Regions from separate parts of the Gossypium arboreum genome. Here region 2 is linked to region 1. Evidence: chromatin contacts called from public Hi-C data. All regions are on one chromosome and are shown on one strand. Each heading gives the region's core, a stretch centred on a gene start, on an enhancer-like site or on the middle of the called end of the contact. The rest is flanking DNA. Distances are from core to core; before and after follow the strand shown. Region 1 holds the start of LOC108467137 (rac-like GTP-binding protein ARAC3). Region 2 holds the start of LOC108464364 (glycerate dehydrogenase).

Region 1 (7,501 bases), core at 2,869-5,368:
GGTTGTCATGAAAGAAACTATACGAAATATAGTGAGAGTGAACACTATATATATAGTGTGTCACTCACGTCAAGACTTGCAATTTAGGGTCACAGAGTACGCTAGCCGACCAGGACATGCTAGATGCATCATATCGTGTTGACATACCAAAAAAGATTAGTAATTATGAGATATTCCAGACACTTCGATTCCCATGCACACATGTAATTGTCGTATATGCAAATGTGAAAATTGAGTACATGTCTTATATCAATGATGTGTACAAACTGGAACACATGCACAATGTATGGAGACTTGAATTCCCACCCACCCTAGATGAAAGTATGTGGCCACCAGTGCCCAGCGTGCTATTCAAGTTGGCCCCAAACATGAACTTGCGTCACGTCCCGAAAAGTCACCCGAATTTTACTCAGATACACACTAATATAGATGTTCGAGAGAGGGACAATCAGGAGAAGTTATGCGGGTACTATAGAAACCAAGGGCATACAAAGGCAACATGTTCTGTATTAAGGGGTACATTGGGGCTTCAACATCGCTAGACGATATAAAATTGATTACAATGTTTCCTATTTTGTGTAAAAACTTTTTTATTATTTTTTAACTTACATTTCAACTATATTTGTTACCACCTACTAGCATTTATATAGTTTAAAAAATGATAGTTTAAGTGCTACTTCAAGTATCAATTACTATTTCTCGAGGAATTAAACTTTTTCCATTTTTACGAGTTAATCCATGTACCTTTATTAATCACTAGTTCGATAAAAGGTGCCTATCCAAAGTTACATATTTCATATCAAATATTATATATAGAAATTTACGTATAACTTACATTAGAATTTAACAAAGAAAAATATGAGTTGTAATAGAAATATTGTTTCTTTATTGGTGCCATTTATATTTACATCACAATAAGTAAAAAAAATACGTCATTGGGCTGAATGTGTGCCGCAAGGCGGTGGCTGACACGTAGGATTTTTGTGCACAACTAGTGGTGTCGGCTCTTCCACTTGATCGTGACCATCGTTGTCGTCATCTTCGTCTTCACCTCTACCCTCATGCTTATCTTCATCTCCACCATCAATTTTATTTTCATCTTCGTCTCCATCTCCTTCCTCCGTGCTTGATTGCGATGTCGTCTTAGCCTTCCATCGTATATCCTCTACTCCACGAGAAGATGGTGCTGATGACCCACATTGATAAAATAATGATGCGATGAGTGTTTGTGACACTATTGGTGAATAACCGTATGATGTCGCAATACTCGGATACATCAGTATTGATCCGAGCATCAATATTAGAATCGATGATGACATTAGTGTCGTCGTAAATAACAGTACATGCGTTGATATATGGCTCGACATTTGCGTCGGTATGGGGGCGTAAAATGCTGGGGACGGAGGTACCCCGAAATATGTACCTGCGGAAGGGGTAGAAGCAAGGTGTTGCGATGGTGCATAGTGTGGTGCTTGTGAAAAAATATGGAGTTAGTGAAATGAACAGGAATAAGTAAAGTAAACTAATCGAGATGTGGCGTAGACATCAGTTGCGCTTGTTGGGTTGGAGCTAGTGACGAACTCGTCACGACACCTCTTTTGGATATATATTGCTAGGTCACTCGTCGTGGCTTCTTTTGACTAAGTTGCCTACTCCATGCCTCCACTGATAGTAGATATGGCTTATCGGTGACTCTGAACTAGGGCATGTACTCCAAACAGGTCTTCATGTCCAATGAGAAAAAGGTTCGTATATAGGTAATAATTTTATCCTATGATCCAAAATGTCAATGTACTCCTTGTGGTAATTTAGCCAATTCTCCTCGGTTTTTTCCTGCAGATCCAGCTTGTACAATGCTTCCATGTATCATGATGGCAGCAGAATTTGTTGCTTCCACCCAAACTGTCACATTATTTGACCTGATTTGTGCATTTTCACCATCATATGCAGTATCAACGACACCTTTACGTTCTCATATACTCCGAATGGCCAAAAATTTTAGCAGGACGTATTCTATGATATCTGACTCGACATATGGCATCTATTAAACCGCAGTACACAATTTTAAATTTTGTTATATACGTAATTTTATTTTACAACTCATTGTATAATGATTATAGGTTTGAAAAAAAAAGTAACTAGCCTTGACTTTCGAGCGTTGATCTAACATCAGTTGGATATCTTTAAGTTACTCCAATAGTCCTACGTAACTAGGCCATAATTCCACTTATTCAAGTTATATGTTAATTCAAACATAAAATAAAGAAATAACAGGTATATAGGTTCATGGTTTCACCTATTCAAGTGATGTTAATTCAGCCCGTGGTTCCACATATTCTTCGACCTACTCCTTGTCACTAATAGGAATGTATATGGGTCATTTACTTAGGGGCGTAGAAATGGTAGTCGCCACTAAGGCCATGACTGTAGCAAGAGCAGGCAACCACTGATTGACATCTTATTCAGTTCTGTCACTTGACACCACTTACGATACAACGTGGCTAACACGGTTAATCCCCAACTTAGTCATCCACTTTCTTTGAAGTTGACTAGGTGTAGTAGCCACCTTATGTATACCAAATTTCGAGAGTTATCGGGCATTAGAATACCCTTAATTAACCTCAAAATGAATGATTGGGTGTATTATTCTTTGACAATATCGGATGTGTCCTAAGAAAGATATTTGAAATTGGTTTCCAACAATTTCATATCTATCTGGCCACTGTAAAACTTATCCGACACCTTTCCCAAAATGCCTCGCAAAGGTCCTCTTTATTAGGAATGACTGCTGACCCCGTGACGATTGGCCCATCCACTAATAAACTGAGTTGTAAAGCTACGTCCTTCAATGTGATTGTACACTCACTGTATGGTAGGTGAAAATTGTGTCTCGGGCCTCCATCTTTCCACCAATGCGCTGATAAGTGTAGGATCAAGTTTGTAGCCTACAAGTATACGAGGCACATGTAAGAATCTTGCATCTTGCAAGTAACCACGAATTTCGGCATCTAGGCTTTTTGACAAGTTATGTATAAACCCCTCCAAAACATGATCATTCGACTATTTACATCGACAAAATAAATTAATTTAAAAAATAAAAAAACTTTAAATTTAACGTAATTGAAAACAGTGAAATTTAAATTTTTGTTTTACAATTGTCGCTTGAGCGATGAAAATGTGCTTGTCGTTGAAACGAAGCAGAGAGGTTGTCATTCGTAAAAATTTAATCAAAATGAATGATATAAAAACTATAATATTTTTAAACAAGCATATTGAAAAATTTAGAATAAAACTTGAAAAAATTGAGAGAATTGAGAGAGTTGAATTTGAGTGAAAAGAATGAAAAATGGCCTGATATTTATAGAAAACAAAATTATCGTTGGGGTCTTTAAAAATTTTTACCGTTGCCAACGTTCAAAAAAGGTGCGTCCAACTCTCTTAAAACATGGTCTATTTCTCTAATTTTAAAAAATGGCCTAAAAGCCTGTTTAAATAAAAAAAGGGGGCATATTATTCTAAATTAGCCCAAATTACAAGTATATGTGTATATTTATTACATGAACAATTTATATATATCGTATTAAAAGAAAATGACATGTTTTTTTTCCAACACTAAATTCAAGTTGTTAACACGACTAGTAAACGTCACCTGTTTTAAAAAACGCATTTCATTAAATACAAATTGATAGATAGCACTTATATTAGCAATTAAGCTAATGAAAATATTTGGTTGATATGATACAAATATTTAATTTTTGAAGATAATATTATTAGAAGAAGTAATTACAAATGACAACATATAAAATATCAAAATTATTTTAAAATTTAAAGATAGAAATTAAAATTAAAATCATAATTTTGGACAACTAATACTTTTTCAAATTAAAAGAAAAGATTGATACTTGTTCCCATTTTCAGATATTTATACTTAAAAAATCAGAACTTTCTTATTTCACTGTTAATTTCCTTTTAATTGCATTTTCTATCATTCAATCATTCTTATCGAATCATTAAAAGTACATTATTATTAAAAACCAAATAAATATGTCCTACTTGAAATAACTCAATAAGCCCTTCAATGAACTTTTTAGGTATAATAATAAAATAAAATAAAATAAAATAACTAAATTATTTATGGAAAATATATTGTTGTAATGTAAGCAGATAGCTGTCCAAGAGCTGTCTTTTCTTTCCCTAATGATTCTCTCTCTTTCTTTCGGACAATGTCTTTGATGTCTTCCAGTTTTACTTAGTACTTCGTCTTCTTCTTCTTCTTCTTCTTCTTCTTCTTTCTTCATCTTCATCTTCATCTTCATTTCAGTGTTTTTGGGTTTGTTTTTTTCCTATTGTTTTGGACAATAATTGAAGCAAGAGATAACCTTGGGGGGGGCGGCGGAGGGAGAGGAACATCTCTGAAATTACTTTCACTTTTGCCGGCGGGTGCAAAATGAGTGCATCAAGGTTCATCAAATGTGTCACTGTTGGTGACGGTGCCGTCGGCAAGACTTGCATGCTCATCTCCTACACCAGCAATACTTTCCCTACTGTGAGTTCCAAAAAGAAAGAAACTAACCCATTTTTTTTTTGTTTGGTCTCTGAGAAAATATGAGGAATGGAAAAGAAAGTTTGGCTGGCCCTTAACGTTTTCTTTACTTGGATTTTCATGGATTTTCTTTTCTTTTTCTTTCCCTTTTTGTTTCCCCTATTTTCTTGGCCACCAAGCAGACCCTACACTGGTTTCTGGTGGTCAATGTAACTTTGGTAAAGTTGCTTTCTTTATTGGGTTTTTTTTCTGTTTCTTTTTCCCATTTGGTTGTACTTGTCTTTGGAATCTTGAATTTGGGGCATAGTATCTTTCTGAATAATAGAATCATTCTTCGTAAATTGTGTTCAAGTGAGCAAATTCTTAGGGTTTTTTGCTTCAAAAACTTGCAGAAAATTTATTGCCTTTTTGTAGTTTATACCTTCTTATTTCTTCTGTTTGTGTTTTGATGATGCATCATCTAGGATAAAGATTCTTTGTCTTGTAGGTTTTCATTTCAATTAGTGAGTTAAGGTCAAAAGTTAAAACTGGAAACATTATATCTTGCTACTCCCCTTTTTTTTGCTGGAGGAGAAAGAAAAAAAATTGCTAAATCTGAAACTATTGCTGGTAGAAAGTCTCATTTAGAGATTTCATGATAGGTGCTTTCTTTACTGCGAATCTTGGGTTATGGCCATCTATGTTAGTTGGAAATCGTGTGAATCGGGTACGAGTATCTGTCCGGCATGTATATGTTCAAATTTTCTAGTTTTTCATGCATTTGGAGGGTCCTTGGAGGGTTACTTCTTCATGCTCTTGTCCAGAAAATGTGTCTAATATAGTTTGTTCTTTTAGTAAACCTAACTTCATGTAGAGTTGATTGATGCAATTATGATCATAATTTCCTAGTTCTTGCTTTATTCTTATGATTATTTTAAGATGACTTTTGGAGATATTGCTTATAACATGTTTTCCACATCCTCTGCAATATCTTGGGGAAACAGGATTATGTGCCAACTGTCTTTGACAACTTTAGCGCAAATGTGGTTGTGGACGGCAACACTGTTAATCTTGGATTGTGGGATACTGCTGGTAAGTTTCAATTCCATTAATTTTCCTTATTCATATCTTAGAATGCTTATTGTGGTAGGTTTGATTTTATTGTTTTTATTTTGTCTTGGAACAGGCCAGGAAGACTACAATAGATTAAGACCTTTGAGCTATCGTGGAGCAGATGTCTTCTTGTTGGCATTCTCTCTCATTAGCAAAGCCAGCTACGAAAACGTTTCTAAGAAAGTGAGATTATTTGTTATTAGAAGCTTTTCACCGGTTTTTGAACAAGATACTTTCAATTACTTGATCTGCTAATGCGTTGTCTTCTTTTTGAATCCTCAGTGGATTCCGGAGTTGAGGCATTATGCACCTGGTGTTCCAATTATTCTTGTTGGGACTAAGCTTGGTTAGATTCTATTTCAGTCTTTATTTTCAATACTTTAAAATGTCTTGATCTGTTCCTTTCAGTATGCTCTTATGCAATGATTTTCTTATTTTCTTTTCATATAACGAGTTATGGGTAAGGCTAATGAATGCTATAGTTTGCAATATTTCCAACACCCTTTTTTGTTGCCATTGAGAGAAGGGCATATGTTCCTGTTGGTGGCTGAAGTAGTGTAGTCCTTTAGATGCCTCCTTGCCTCGTAAGATTAGTCCGTTCTAGCACCTAAAATCCTAAGCGTTTTTCTCTATATGATGGTGTTTTATTTGCAAGACTTATATAAAGCTTCCTTCACCCTTACAACTATTGCTATTTTCTTTCAGTTTTCTTGTTAAGAGAGCAAACAATTAGACCTTTTACGGTTCAATTACTATTGCCCTACGCCCAAACCTTCCTCCATTTTGTCTTTATATAAACAGTAGAGGTTAGCCTCTTCTTCTTCCACAGTGGTTGTTAACTAATTTTCAGTAAGGAAAAACTTCTGTGGTTGCAGAAATGTGAAACAAGTCCATCTGTTCCAACTTTGCCTCGAATTAGCATGCTTTGTAATGCATTTGAAAGAATCCTTTAATATGACAAGTTTGGGAAACTTACTTGAGTTGTCCTGTGGAACTTAGGCTTTCTTGGTAGAGTGGAAATAAAATCGGAAAGATGGAAAGTTGAAAGGGTAGAAAAATAAAAAAAAGATTTAAAAAATATATTTTCTTTCCATTGATGTTCTACCATGCTTGGTAGAAATATGGAAAATTGAAAAAGAAAGTAAATTTCTTTTCATTCATTGCTTGATAGAGTTGAAAAATGAGACAAAAGAAAGCGCAACTTTTATAAATGCGTAAATTTGAATTTTCATCTCTCTTTCATGTTTTGTACTCTAAACATTCCAATTTGGAATGATTTGTTGTTATGTATTAGGATGAAAAATGATCTGCTTTTTTATTTCTTTTCCTACCAAGCAATTTCTTTTCACTTTTCCACTCCCTCTTTCCATCCTTTCAGTTTTCTACTCAGCCAAGCCCACCCTTTTATATCTTGACAGAAACCTGAAATCAGTCTTGTCTTTTTTAAATTTTCCTCTAATTAGTATGTTTTCTAATGTATTTGAAAGAATACTTTGGAACTTAATCTTGCAGAACTTCAAATCCTGCTACGGTGCATTGCAGTATGTTATCCTCCAGTAAATTGTTTCTTCTAATGAGTCATCAAAAGTAACTTTTTTCCGATGCTCTTATGTCCTCCCCAGCCCCAACCTTTCCCAACTCGTGGAACAAGCAAGATTAAAACTAAAGTTCCATTGATAAAACAGCTGTTTGGGACCGCTATTTACTGGTTTTAACTAAGTCTTTGGGAATTGTATAAAAGTCGATGTGAACCAATCCTATGAGATGCTGAAGTAGAATGTGAACCAAATATAATATTCATCATCTTAGAGGAAGATGCTTGAAGAAAATGGGAAAGCTAGAAATAAGCAGAAAACTTTTAAACTT
Region 2 (7,501 bases), core at 1,739-4,238, 390 kb after region 1:
GGGCTCACAAATGTTAAAATTACTTCACCAAATATTCCATGCATTCATATAATCATGCTATAACATCAAAATAATAATGGAATAATTTATTTGACTCCAGATTTGTGATCCCAAGACCACTATTTTGACTAGGCCCAAAATCGAGTTGTTACAATTTCATTGTTGTGATTTGGTGCCAAATGTGGCATATTGGTTTTGTGAATTGTTTAGATGAATATATGTTATGGTTTGGCATGGAATTGCTATGTTTTAAACAGGTTTAAATGAAGTCAAAAGAATTCTTTAGCCTATTTGATTGGTTGGTATAAATAAGTGTCAAATGGCCTTAATGTACAAAAAACAGGATTCACATTGCAACGTCATATAATGGTCGTCCCGACAAGAAAAAGCTTGTAATGTCACATTGAGACGAGGATTCCCGTCATCTCAACAAGGTCGAAATAGTGAGTGACATTGTGACGTCGAACGGACTGACATCGTGACACGACAAACTATTTTGGTGGCGTCATGAAAAGGAACTCCCTCACGCCACGACGTTGCTCTGAACTTTTGAAATCTTTGTAGTTTGGTCCTTATTCAATCTCGAGTCAACTTTTGAGCTTACAAAAGCTCGTATAAAGCTCGGGGAAAAGTTTAATTTGTACTAAATGACTTATATGATGGTAGTTAATGATTTTTGGATTCAAATTATTCATTAAATGTCTATAATTGTTCTATTTTGCATTGTAGCATTCTGTAGCTCAATCCCAACAATAGGGACAGGCAAGGGGTGTTACAACAATTGTCCTACGTCTACGAAGCATTACCTAATGAATGATATTCAACAATCATCTGGATCACCTATTGGCATTTACCCTTACACAAAAAAGTAATTGCAGCCCTAATATCGACCCCAATTGTCACAGATCACTCACCCAAATACATAACAATACAATCAATAAACTCGTCAAATAATATCTAAAAGAGTGTCACGAAATTACCACAAGAAAACACAATAAAGTTGCCGACAAAGACATTCCAAAATTGCTCTTGATGTATGACACAAAACAATCTATTTATAAGCCTCTTCAAGTAGTTAATCAACAGTGTTTTGATAGGCTTTAAACCCAAGCTTAAATTGCTTAAAATATTGGTTGGAAAATTTGGTCTCATTTTTTTATACCATCTCCCTTAACTTTACTTGCAATCACCTGCAAAGGAGTTTCAAATTTACTAACATGAATTACAAACCTTTGCCATTGTTTTCTCAAGGTTAAGTTATAACCCCTGTAGCTTTCAAAAGTAAACTAGAAACCTCTAAAAAAAAAACTTGTTTTAAAGTGTAATAAAAAAGGCCTCTCCAAAATAAAGGTATGGTGTTTACAAAGTTTAAGCACAAGATAACCTTAAAACTTGTAAAAGATTTTCAATAAAAAACAAATATATGTGTACAAGAAAAGATAAAAAAAATAAAGCTCTTTTATAATTACTTGTTAATTTACTTCATATGTTGCTTGGATATGCATCTCTTGTCCTTGAAGTATTGTTGATACATATTTATATTAAAGAAGTAAATTTTAACCATTTAGAGTTGTTGGAGGTGAAAAACTTGTATTTGGCAAGTGCAAAAAAATGTTTGTTAGACAAAAGGGACACAACCTTTAGATTGGAGATCAATCAGAAGTTCAATGATTGGTGATCAATCAGAAGTTCAATCCTCTATAGGGGTAGATATTTGGTTAAAATCCATGAAATACAAATTTAAAAAGAAAATTAAAAAAATGGATTTTGATCCACTTAAAAACGTTAGAAACTTATTGTACTATTTTACGCAAGTGCTTTTAAGATTTTGAAAGCTTGAAAATATTTTATGAGATTTTCAATTAATTTTCATAGAATTATTTAGAATTTTATTCTTAAATGTTGTTATATTAAAATATTACAAAATCAAAGTTAATGATTTGGAATCAAAATAAAAGAATTCTTAAATGTTGTTATATCAAAATGTTACAAAATCAAAGTTAATGATTTGGAATTGAAAATAAAAGAAAGAAAAAAGTGAAAAAAGAGAAGGAAAAAAAAAAGGAGAGAGAGAGGCATCAAGGCAAAAGATAGGCAATGAAAGTGGGTGGTGAGCAGTGATCAGCTCGAAAGCAAGCCTTACTACCACAACTATTAGAATTAGATCGGATTAGTTTATCGGATCGATTGAACCGATATCAATTGGTAGAACTAATTTAATCGGCGTCAAATATTTTTTTCTTTATTTTTATTTTTTTAAATAATTTATTTAATTAAATTGGATGAACCATTAGACTCGAGAATTGATGATCTAACCGATTTAATCATCAATCCGAATCTGAAAATCTTAATTATAGCCAAATTTTGTTAATGTTTCAGCATTAATTTTAGAGAAAAATATAGAAGATTCTTTTAACAATTATAGTCATTAAGAAATTTTAAAGAGATAAAATTATTAAATTGAGTAAAAGTTTAAATGTATAAATGAATAAAATTATTAAATTGAGTGAAAGTTTAAATGTATAAATGAACATTTCAATCGTAAAATAAATTTAAATATTCAAATTATTTCAGCCAAAATAAAAATAAATTTTTATATCAAATTTCCAGAAAAAATCTAAAATTATTAAAAATAACACCAAAATACATTGAAATCCAACGAAGTTTCTTAGATTCATCCTAGTATCTTTTGTCATCTCAAATTTTGTCCACTAAATTAAAGGATATTTCCGTAATTTGAGAAAAAGGATAAATGCTTCTCTTACGTGTCATCTATGAACAAAAGACATGTCATCAGTTAACTTATACCACAAAACCCAAGCATCATCCCAGACTCACCACAGCCCTCAACCCTCTCCATCCCTCTATCCAAATGGGTCAAAATCACATGTTCTACGGAACAGACACTGCTATCCTATTCCTCATCATTCTCAACCAACATCAACCATATACAATGATTTTATCAAAATTTTCAATTTTAATATTCGATAATCATAAGGTCAAAACTTTACTAAAAAGCACATCGAACTACTTACAACTCGAGTCTTTGGTAGCGATATTACAGACCGCTGTGAAGCAGTGTTCTTTACCACACCAAAGCATTGCTATAAAAAGCAAGAAACAGAGTAACTGAATTTTAAAAAGCTCAGTTTTCTGCTCTGTTTTTCAGTGACAAGTTTCAATGGCAAAACCAGTTTCAATTGAAGTGTGGAACCCAAATGGGAAATACAGAGTTATTAGCACCAAACCTATGCCTGGAACTCGATGGATCAACCTCTTAATCGAGCAAGATTGCCGTGTCGAAGTAAATTATATGTTTTTTTTCACTTCTCTAAACCCTCTGTTTTCGTTCTCCTCTTCTTCTATTAAATCCCAGTTTTTAAAGAAGTTTTTTTTTTCATCATCCTGTTCAGATATGTACTGAGAAGAAAACAATTTTGTCCGTTGAGGATATCATTTCTTTGATTGGCAATAAGTGCGATGGGGTGATTGGACAGGTGATTTTCTTCTTGGGATTATTTGTTTCAGTTAGAAAATAAAAATATGAGTTCTTTTTTGTTTCCCTTTTTTTTTGTGAGTTTTTTATGTTATGAATTTGTGTTACAGTTGACTGAAGACTGGGGGGAGACTTTATTTGCAGCTTTAAGCAGAGCAGGAGGCAAAGCATTTAGTAACATGGCTGTTGGTTACAACAATGTTGATGTTAATGCTGCCAACAAGTATGGTGTTGCTGTTGGTAACACTCCTGTAAGTTTCACTTTCCCACTTAGTTACAAATAGTTTTACCCTCTAACCTTTGAAGCTTTTTAATAGGGTAGTTTAATCATATTTGGGTATGTTTCCATAACATGGATAAGTGCCAAGCTCCATGTGTTCGATTATATGTCTTCTACAATGGATTGTAATGATAAAACAATAAATAAACTTGCAAAGATTTGAGTAGTGATAAAATGGTTACGATGTTGGTTCAGTAATTTTGGGGTAGAAACAGTAGAGCTAATGTTGGTGATAATTTGGTGTAGGGTGTACTCACAGAAACAACGGCAGAGCTAGCGGCTTCTCTTTCTTTGGCAGCTGCTAGAAGAATTGTTGAAGCAGATGAGTTCATGAGGGCTGGCTTATATGATGGATGGCTCCCTCATCTGTATGTCCACGAAATATTACTTATATTTCATTTTTTGTTTATGTCGATGATAAACTCGAAAACTCACTTACATCATGCTTGTACAATTCCACTTGTCTCTCTTACAGGTTTGTGGGAAACTTGCTTAAAGGACAAACAGTTGGTGTAATTGGAGCTGGTCGTATTGGATCTGCATACGCCAGAATGATGGTAATCTCTTACTAGCTAATTTATTCGACATTGTTTGAGGACACTTGATCATAGTAACCTTCAATATAAATAGAAATTGTCTGGGTTGGTGAGGTTTTTGAAGTAGATTTTAAAGTTGTGTAAAATCCTGGCTCCTGAGATATGAAACATACCATATAATATTGCTGCAAAGAGCATATTTTCCAAGGCTTATTCTACTTTTGGTCCTACTTTGCTGCATTAATGGGAGTCATTTCGTTTTCCTATCTTATAACAGGTTGAAGGGTTCAAAATGAACTTAATTTACTATGATCTTTACCAATCAACACGGCTAGAGAAGTTTGTCACAGGTATGTCTTGAGACATTTTCTGCAAGTTAACGAGTTGTCAATTCTTATTTTATGGTGCTTTTATGTTTCCTCATCCCAGCTTATGGTGAGTTCTTGAAAAGCAATGGAGAGCAACCTGTTCACTGGAAAAGAGCATCAAGTATGGATGAGGTGCTCCGGGAGGCAGATGTGGTAGGATTTTCTTTGCTCAGAACTTTTAGTGTAATTTCTAGATCCAAGTTTTGAATTATAATGCCGATTGAGAGGGATTGCTACCTGTTCTTTTTGTAGATAAGTCTTCACCCGGTCTTGGATAAAACCACCTATCATCTGATCAACAAAGAAAGCCTTGCAACAATGAAGAAGGTGATTGAGAACTTCTCTTTGTCTTTAACATTTGGAAAGTATGTCTTGCTCAAGGAAATATGAAGTGGATTTTATTTTTGCAGGAAGCAATACTTGTAAACTGTAGCAGGGGCCCGGTGATTGATGAAGTAGCTCTTGTTGAGCATCTGAAGCAAAATCCTATGTTCCGAGTTGGTCTTGATGTCTTTGAGGTGACTTTACGAACTTTCAAATCTCGAGTCAACCACATGAAAACCATCCTCAATTTAGTACATAATTGTTGATTAATGGTGTTGCTTTAGGATGAACCTTTCATGAAACCTGGGCTTGCTGAGATGAAGAATGCTGTCATCGTACCACACATTGCTTCTGCTTCCAAGGTAAGGTTTACTAGGATTCACATATCATGTTGAAGTGACTTACCGGAGTGTAATTTTTTTTCCTCGTGCTTATGCAGTGGACTCGTGAGGGAATGGCAACGTTAGCTGCTCTAAACGTCTTGGTACTAGTTTTGCTTCTCGCTTTCTTTAAGTTCAGATATGTTTGGCATTAATTCGGGGAAAGGATCGAAAATATATCTTGTTTTTCGTCTGTGATAGCCAATGTTCTAAGCATTGCTACACTTTCTCAATCCGCATTACAGGGCAAGATCAAAGGATATCCAATTTGGGGTGATTCAAATCGCGTCGAACCATTCTTGAATGAGAGTGTTCCACCTCCTGCTGCATGTCCAAGCATCGTTAATGCGAAAGCGTTAGGTAATATTCATGTATCGAAACATTATTCACTCCCTTTCTCAAAATTGCAGGAGCCATGATATATGTGTCTATAACTTCACATTCATCAATCAATCATGTTTTCTCCCTCAGGTTTACCTGTTTCAAAGCTATAAGCACCAACGGTCAGTCCGGGTTGCGGTCCGAGTAGTTTCTCCTATGAATGTGAAGTTTGGGGTTGTGCTGAGTTTAGTTTATGCTAGACTGAAAATGGCAATTACCATGTATATGTTGCATGGGGAAAGTACTCCTTTTATTTACTTACATTTTGCTGTCTTGTATGTAATAGAGAACAGCTTTATAATTTCATCAAACAAATGAATTTGCACTCATGGATTCATCGATCACTGTTCAATGTTCATCATACTATTTAAATTTGTATACATAAATCAGCAGTTGCATTGACCATCCTATAGATATTTCTATAGACCGGTGAAATAGTTGACTTTTTACTTTTATTCAAATAATTTTGCTGTGTTATTTTTTCCAAACCTCCTTAAATTGTAATTTTTTTAAACACTTTGTACGTCCGTTTTACGGTTTATGTTCAAGGTTCATAATTGTCCCTCCTAATAATGTTGTCTCCAAAATTCGAACTTCTTGAGAGTACAATATGTCTTATCAAGATACCGTACACCCAAACATCGATATTTTCTTAAATTGTAAATTGATAAAAGTTGTTATAGTAAAATGTTTTGTTTATGATTAAAATTAAAATTTTTACCTCAATCATATCAAATTAAGTTGATTATTATTATTTATCAAATTAAATTTTAATTAAATTATTAAAGAAAATTATCAATTATTGAATTTAATTCAAATCATTGTAGAAATTCTAGATTAAAAGTGTACTTCTATTAGAGAAAACTACTAACAATTTTATGATTATTTCGGTTTGAAATCAATTTATTTATACTATATATTAAATAAATTAGTATCATGAATCAACAAAGCACTAACTGAATTGAGTAATGATTAAAATACTCTTTATAAAATAAATCATATTATTTGAGAGTACTTTTATCATTTTATATATTTTATATTAAAATAAAAAATACTAATATAATAATATCTAAACCCAGGCTTTTATTGTTTCCAAACTTAATACTTGAATCAAAGCTTCATTTGCTACTCTTACTTATATAATTTTATTTTTTTATAAATATATTTGTTATATAATTTTGAATTTCACCTATATAGTGGATGGGTGCAACTAGAATATCAAGCAATGGTTTGAGTAAGGGTGTAATCGAGTCCAATTATTGTTAAGTTTGAGTGCGACTCAAAATTCGAAACTCAATATTTGGCTTCAACTCGATCGAAAATCTATTTTCAAGCTCGAGCTCGTTTATACTCTTCTACTAATTTTGTATTAAAGCTCAAACTTAAACTCAAGTTTGGCTCTATAATTAAGCTTAGGGTTAATAACATATATTAAGGGTAATAATATAATTTAATAATATAAAAATATAAAAAAAATTCAATAAAGCTAACGGGTCATTCGAGTTGAGTATTATTAAAGTTGAGATCAACTCAATCAATAACTCGAATTGCTTGAGCTCAAACTTGACTTAATAATTACTAAATCTAATGTAAATCTTTTCAAATGAAAAGTAAAGTAAGTTATAAGTGTTAATTTTTTATTTACTTTTGAGTCAAAAGTTAAAAATAAAAATAAAACATGTTTGAATGATGTTTTATTTTGAAATTGACTATTGCTTAAGTGAGTGCAATAGACA

What was found. Hi-C and Micro-C count contacts between places; a contact is called where the count stands out from the background.
Region 2: a Hi-C map of leaf shows a contact between it and region 1, with 4 times the contacts expected there. The contact joins the promoter of LOC108464364 here to the promoter of LOC108467137 in region 1. A contact is called at or near these places in 2 of 5 Hi-C or Micro-C datasets (both in leaf).

The regions. Positions count from the first base shown.
Region 1 is chr2:102,365,233-102,372,733 of ASM2569848v2, forward strand. LOC108467137 (rac-like GTP-binding protein ARAC3) reads left to right here and starts at 4,119. Exons shown (of 7, transcript XM_017767674.2): 1 at 4,119-4,546; 2 at 5,527-5,614; 3 at 5,709-5,818; 4 at 5,918-5,981. The coding sequence starts at 4,448.
Region 2 is chr2:102,754,005-102,761,505 of ASM2569848v2, forward strand. LOC108464364 (glycerate dehydrogenase) reads left to right here and starts at 2,989. Exons shown (of 13, transcript XM_017764643.2): 1 at 2,989-3,304; 2 at 3,414-3,497; 3 at 3,607-3,747; 4 at 4,023-4,144; 5 at 4,252-4,333; 6 at 4,590-4,662; 7 at 4,742-4,833; 8 at 4,933-5,007; 9 at 5,091-5,198; 10 at 5,289-5,366; 11 at 5,444-5,488; 12 at 5,630-5,744; 13 at 5,856-6,151. The coding sequence starts at 3,182. The coding sequence ends at 5,878.